2 separate regions of the Sus scrofa genome follow, and region 1 is linked to region 2. The links are chromatin contacts, called in public HiChIP or PLAC-seq maps. All regions are on one chromosome and are shown on one strand. The core of a region is the stretch at or near the end of the contact, and the rest is flanking DNA. Distances in the headings are between cores, read along the strand shown.

Region 1 (2,993 bases), core at 397-2,896, 270 kb before region 2:
TCACTCAGGATGAAGAGGGGAATGCCAAGCTGCAGCAGCACCAGCTCATCACCGTCACAATGTCAAGCGACAGCCGAGTGGTAGATGATGAACTGGCCACCAGATTTCTTGAAAGTTTTAAAGCAAACCTGGAGAATCCTTTCCGACTTGCCTAGTCCTCTGAGATAAGAAGTTGGTCTTTGACTTCGTCAATTGTATAGCTATTACTGAAAAACTTACACTATACGAAAACGATTAGGTATTTAAGTGTGAAGTGGATGAAATGTTTATTTATTTAAGATGAAAGAGTTTGACCCAGGTTATCCTCTTTATCAACCCGGGTTTAATGTTATAGAACTAAGTAACAAGCTGTAACTAAGAAGAAAGAGAACATTTGGTTAGTCAGATCCATTTTTAATTTAACCACTGGTGCTGTACAAAATGGATGTTAAACTAGGTGTCAATTAAATCGTATGTTTGGCTCATTGGAGCATTTTAGAATAATTGAGAATGTATAATATATTGTAAAGTCAACTAATTGGTAGAACTCTACCTTAGTTGTGTTGAAGTTAGAAGCGGTCTTCAAAGAGATGCCCGTTAACGTAGCAGTGGGACCTCACTTCTACAAGCACTGCTCTAGCTATACTTGAACAATTTAATATGTACAGAAGTTTATTCTGGATACTAGTAAATAAGAATCACACTGTATTAGGGGTTGTGGCAACATTATTGGATTTTTTTTTATGTATATAAAGCCATATGTTTTAGAGTGGTTTCTATCAGTCCTATTTTACACATCTATGACACTGTGAACTAAAAAAGAATTAAAGAAAAATCAAAAGTGAAGAAAAAGAGACCAAAAATTTTGTTTGTTTCAATAATAAACTATAGTTAAAATACCTAAATAAAATTCAGAAATAAACTGCTCACCTTCATACTGAGTTGGAACATATTTTAAAAAATTATGCTATTTCCTACCAAACATTTTAAGTTAGTTTTGATGTAAACACAAAATGTTGTTTCATAGTGCATTTTAATCATGTTTATATTGCAAAATAAAAATGTAAAAAAAAAGTAAACATTTGTGTTGTATTTTACATGTTAGGGCACAGAGATTTAGTGCCTTGAAGTAGATTAGTAATTTCCCTGGAACAGTTTAAAAGGGACTCTATAGGAGGAAAAAGAATTTAAAATTACAGTTGACCCTTGAATCACTCAGGGTTAGGGGTGTGGACCCATGAAATGGAAAATCTGTGTGTAAGTTTATGGTTGACTCTCATATCCATGGTTCCCCATCTGGGGATTCAGTCATCTAGGGCTCGAGTAGGTCTACAGTACGTATGGATTGAAGAAACTCTGTGTATAATCAGACATGCGCAGTTCAAAACCATGTTCAAGGGTCCACTGTAAAATTAGGAAAATAATGGATGTGGAGTGTAAAACTTTGGAAAGAGAGTAGAAGGCCTATGAAGCTTGTGAGAACTGTCCCTTTTATTCCATTGATAAGATGAAAATTTGCCCGATTGTTGTAAAGGTTAGAAGAGCTTAATATCTCTCTTTTAACAACTCTGCTACATCTGACAAGGTAATCATAACCAGAGTGGGATGATGATTTAAATAACCAGTCACAGAAAGACTCATGTTCGTGTTTGCTGCCATGAATCACCAAGAGAGTGACTGTGTCGTCCAAGCTGTGTGCTATGGCACGATGAGCAAGTTAGGCTCTCACAAAAGAGCTTTCTGAAATGCTTAGAGCCCCAGTACATCAACTGCTAAGAAATGCTTATTCCACTCAATTTTAACAAGCCGTTTTTTATAAACAATCTCCAGACCTTTTGTCATATTGAGTTATACTGCAAATTGTAACCAAGTGCTATTTACAAAATAACTTTGATGAGTTACATTGATTTTCAGTCAGTTTTAACTAAAATTTTTTTTCTCTTAATTTTTATATCTGAGGAATAGGGCATGAGACAGCCGTAGGTCACCATCAATCCCTGGGAGTTCTGTTTTTCCAGTGGTCGACACACTTAAACTCTAGTGCATCTGTTTCCCTGTAGGTGACATGGGCGATGATCCCCACTCCCGCCTGCCTTAGAGAGCTGCGGCGAACCGCGCAGGAGAAATGCTGTATAAATTCAAGACATTTCCATTCTTCGTGGATGTCACAGCCAGGTTTTCACGTAATCAGTTGTTTCTCATGGTTTGACTTTTGGTGCAAATGCCCATTCATTCTGACTAAAAGTATTTTCTCCAATGTGTTACGCTGCTTAGGTTTATGTAAGAAATTGCCATTTCTAAAAATAATTCTGTTGCAGCATGAGGTCAGAGAATAACACGGATTTGAGAAGAGGGTGTGGTGCCCTTGACTGGGATCGTAGCAGAGAATGAACTGTGTGCTGTATGAGCAGACTGTCTCCCACATTATAAATTTATATTTATTTATTTATACTTATATTGTATAAATATACAATATATATTTATACAATATATTTATTTTGTATTTATATTTATTTGTACTTTTACCCTCATTTAAATAAGGGAAATGACCTAAATGTTGGGAAGACTTTTACAGAAAAAGCAACACATTTAGTTAATACCTGAAAATATCAAGGAGTGTTAGAATTTCAAAGTCAAAACAGCTCCGCTTCTCCCTAACCGCAACTTCTAGTTAACATTTCCAGCTACAGTTTGTTCATTGACCATTTTTGTGGAAGATTAAGATCTTCAGTACACAGCTGGCCAGACTCCCTTGTTTAAAACATTACTAAGAATTTTCTGTATTCTGGTAGAATGATCTTTTATGCACTGTCAAATGAACCTTCTTAGAATTTTCTTTTCTTTTTGCATTTTGGACTTAATATCATACTAAATTGTACAGGCCAGCTGTTGCAAAAGTAAAACTAGTTTCCTAACCTTTTATTGAAAGATAGGTGGTGCTCTAAGTTAATATGTTGTAGTTAGAGTGTGGGAGAAAAATTACAATGGCAGTTAACTTTTAGTTTTCAAGGAAA
Region 2 (3,141 bases), core at 51-2,550:
ACGTCAAGACTATGTGGCGAGAGTCTGAGGAGACCATTGCCAAAGTTAACATGGGAACGCGGGATAGCAAATATCCAGACTCAACTGAGTGGACATCAGGGAAACAAATCAACAGAATTCCAAATGACATTAAGCTTCAAATGCCTGGACGTTTCACCCTGGGCTGGAAAATGCATTACTCAGAAAGGGGATGCCAAGAAAGGATAATGAAATAACGGGAGGCTTTCCTTCTGAAGCATCTCAACCCTTGCTTTCCAAGTAATGCCAAGGGCACACCCAACACCATGTGGAAGTCTCTGGAAGAGGGTTTCATCTAGGGTTCAAGGGCTCTGTCTTGACACCAGGGAGCCTCTCTGGTCCAGCAAGGGGCAGTGACTTTTTCAGTTCTTTTCTGGACCCCATGTGTAAAAGCTGTTCTTTCTAAATGGAACAATGCTTCTGAAAATACAGGTTCCCAAGTTGCTTTTCTGTCTGCTGAAAAGAAAGGGGGGGGGTGCTGTTTTCTTCATGGCTATACAGTTCCAGATTTTTTAGAGTAGGTCTTCTGGTTCCAAACTAAGAATAAGAGTCCCAAATGGGTTTGACCATTGGTGTGCCCAGGCACCGAATCCTGGTCTCACAGCTGGGAGGGACCTGAACTGACCTCAAGGAAGGTCCCAGGAGGTTTTGTGGTTCACACTGGTTTTTCCATATAACCATCCTTCCCACATTTGGGCTTGGCTCAGAACAGACACTTCCCTACGTGAGATCTACAGAATGCATCTTTGCTTTCGCCCTGGCTCCGTCCATGTAGAGCTGGGGTCAGCGTTTCAACAACTCTGTTTTCCTTGAATCCATCTAGGACGGAGGAAGTAGTAGTGTGCAGTGGTTATCAGCAAAGCTTCTGGAGTTGAACGACCTAGGTTCAAATCCCAGCTCTGCCACTTAGTAACCACATGGCTTTGGGCAACTTACTTAACCTCTTTGTGCCTTGACTTCCTTATCTGTCAAAAAGGAGCTATGAGTGGTGTGTCACTCTTGGAGTCATCGGGAGCTCATGAATCAAAAGCCCTTAGAAGAGGCCGGCACATTGCAACCCCCTAGTAAATGGGAATCGTTATTCTTACTGGGAAATCTGGGCAGGGTGAGGCTGCTTTGCAATGAATACGTCCCTAAAGTCCCAAGGCAGGTGGGACATTCCTGGCAGGTGGGAATTCTCAGTCATTTCCCTGAGATGGATTGAACACCAGGGAAGGGGAACTCCCCAAGTTCCAAGGACCTCTCGGCCTTGGCCGTTTTATTTACAACATCAGTAGCTTCTGCTCTATGAGTCACTCTGACACATCCCTTTGTACTGTGGCCACATTGTCTCGTTACCCCTGGGTTGTGTGAGACAAAGTCCCATAAAGAATTCTTCCTGGAGGTTGGTTCCCTTTCTGTTCCTCCATCCCAAATATACCCTCCTCCAACCACAGGCTCCCCAGGCAGTGACCTCCCCTCTGTCCCTTTATCCTTTCCTGCTCATCCAGTCCTTCTACTCTCCTGGCTCACTTCCCTACGGTTAGTTCTTGGATGCTGTGCAAGGAACTACACACACGTTATTCGCAGCCGGACCTCTCAGCCCTACACAAAGGCACAGATGGTGGCACCAAGGAGTGGATCCAGGGTCACAGAGTTTGAACAAGGTCTGCTGGGATTTGAACCCTCGTCTGCTTGATTCCAGTGCTGCACTGGCTCCTCATGTCCCTCGATCCTTCCTCACATTGAAAACTCTATGATTAATTAATGCATTTGCTGAGAATTCCTGGCCCCTCTTTCCCTGAATACAGGGAAGTGAGGTGAAGAAAGTACTTGGAAGCACAGCTATGAACCTGGACTTGGCTCTTTTTCTCTGATTAAATTAGAGACAGTGACCTACATATACTCTATGGGGGCAGGAGATTTCCACCCCCCACCCCATAGAGACAGCCCTTGGGATGTCTACAAATATAGCAGGTTTCACTGAACTTGACAGGGACACAAGTATTAAATATATTTGTTCCAACTTCATCCTTTTTTTCCAGGGAAAATTCTCAGTAGTATCATTATTAAAATAAAATAAATCTTGGGTAGATAAATTTAAATAACTGAGGCACAATCTCAATCAGCTGGTCACTGGACCATCCTCCCATCTCTAAGTTCTCATCTCGAGGTGTGAACTTGATGGAAAGCATGACTGCCATCAAGGCCAAGAATTCAGGGACACCAAGGAGCTCCATCCATCTTTGAATTTTTAAGCAAGGGAGGTAGGCAGTCTCACCTGCAATCTGTTAGGAGGACATGATTTAGAAGCTTGATAAAATGACCTGAAGCATGTTTTCCACTGACTAACATCATGGCACTTGCTGTATCAGAGTCACATTTTTCTTTCATATTCTAGGAGTGTTATATGAAGCATCAATAGTAGTAACGATACTCGTAGCAAACATTTATTGACAGGTGACAATGCACCAGGTACAAAGCTCTCAACCACACCTGAATGTGTGATGACTGTCCCCCTCATACAGGAAACTGAGGCTCCCATAGAGTACTGCTCTGGACTGAGCGGTGTCCTCCCCAAACCCACTTGCTGAAGCCCAAATCTCCCATGGGATAGAATTTGGAGATAGGAGCTTGGGAGGTGATTAGATCATGAAGGTAGAGCCCTCGTGATGGGTTTAGTGCCCGCCCTTATAAGAGGAGACCCAAGAGCTTGCTCCCTCTCTCCATGCACCAAGGAAAGGCCATGTGAGCAACATCTAGAAGGCAGCTGTATGCAAGCCGGGAAGAGGACGGAGCTGAATTTGCCAGTGCCTTAATCTTGGGCTTCCCAGCCTCCAGAACTGTGAGAAATAAATGGCTGTTGCTTGAGCCATATAACTATGGTATTTTGTTACAGTAGCCTAAGCTCACTAAGACAAATACCTACTTCATCGGGTGGCTGTGAGGATTAGATAAATTAATATATGATCTTTAAATTTACAGAGAAGCAATGTGTTTTTAATGACCTCTTGGGAAAGTATTATTTCTGATTTTTTTTTTTTTTTTCTTTTTAGAGCTGCATGTGTGGCATATGGAAGTTCCCAGGCTAGGGGTTGAAACCAAATTGCAGCTGACAGCCTACATCACAGCCACTGCAACTAG

The links. HiChIP or PLAC-seq counts read pairs in DNA pulled down with a chosen protein or histone mark.
Region 1: a contact with region 2 is called in an H3K27ac HiChIP or PLAC-seq map of alveolar macrophages. The contact joins two enhancer-like sites. A contact is called at or near these places in 3 of 47 Hi-C or Micro-C datasets (embryonic fibroblasts, fetal heart ventricle and heart right ventricle) and 1 of 2 datasets of contacts at active chromatin or transcription factors (alveolar macrophages).

What each region holds. Positions count from the first base shown.
Region 1 is chr2:26,013,019-26,016,011 of Sscrofa11.1, reverse strand. It overlaps PDHX (pyruvate dehydrogenase protein X component, mitochondrial), which reads left to right. Exons shown (of 13, transcript XM_003122869.4): 13 at 1-1,058. The coding sequence ends at 155. Among named protein-coding and RNA genes, the nearest start is that of MIR1343, 52 kb to the left of the region's middle. Within about 2 kb of position 1,646, at least 7 of the 83 cell types and tissues checked have an H3K27ac peak or open chromatin away from gene starts, as enhancers often do. A contact at or near this core is called in alveolar macrophages, where this site is marked.
Region 2 is chr2:25,742,305-25,745,445 of Sscrofa11.1, reverse strand. All of the region lies in intron 8 of SLC1A2 (excitatory amino acid transporter 2), which reads right to left. Among named protein-coding and RNA genes, the nearest start is that of SLC1A2, 140 kb to the right of the region's middle. Within about 2 kb of position 1,300, at least 17 of the 83 cell types and tissues checked have an H3K27ac peak or open chromatin away from gene starts, as enhancers often do. A contact at or near this core is called in alveolar macrophages, where this site is marked.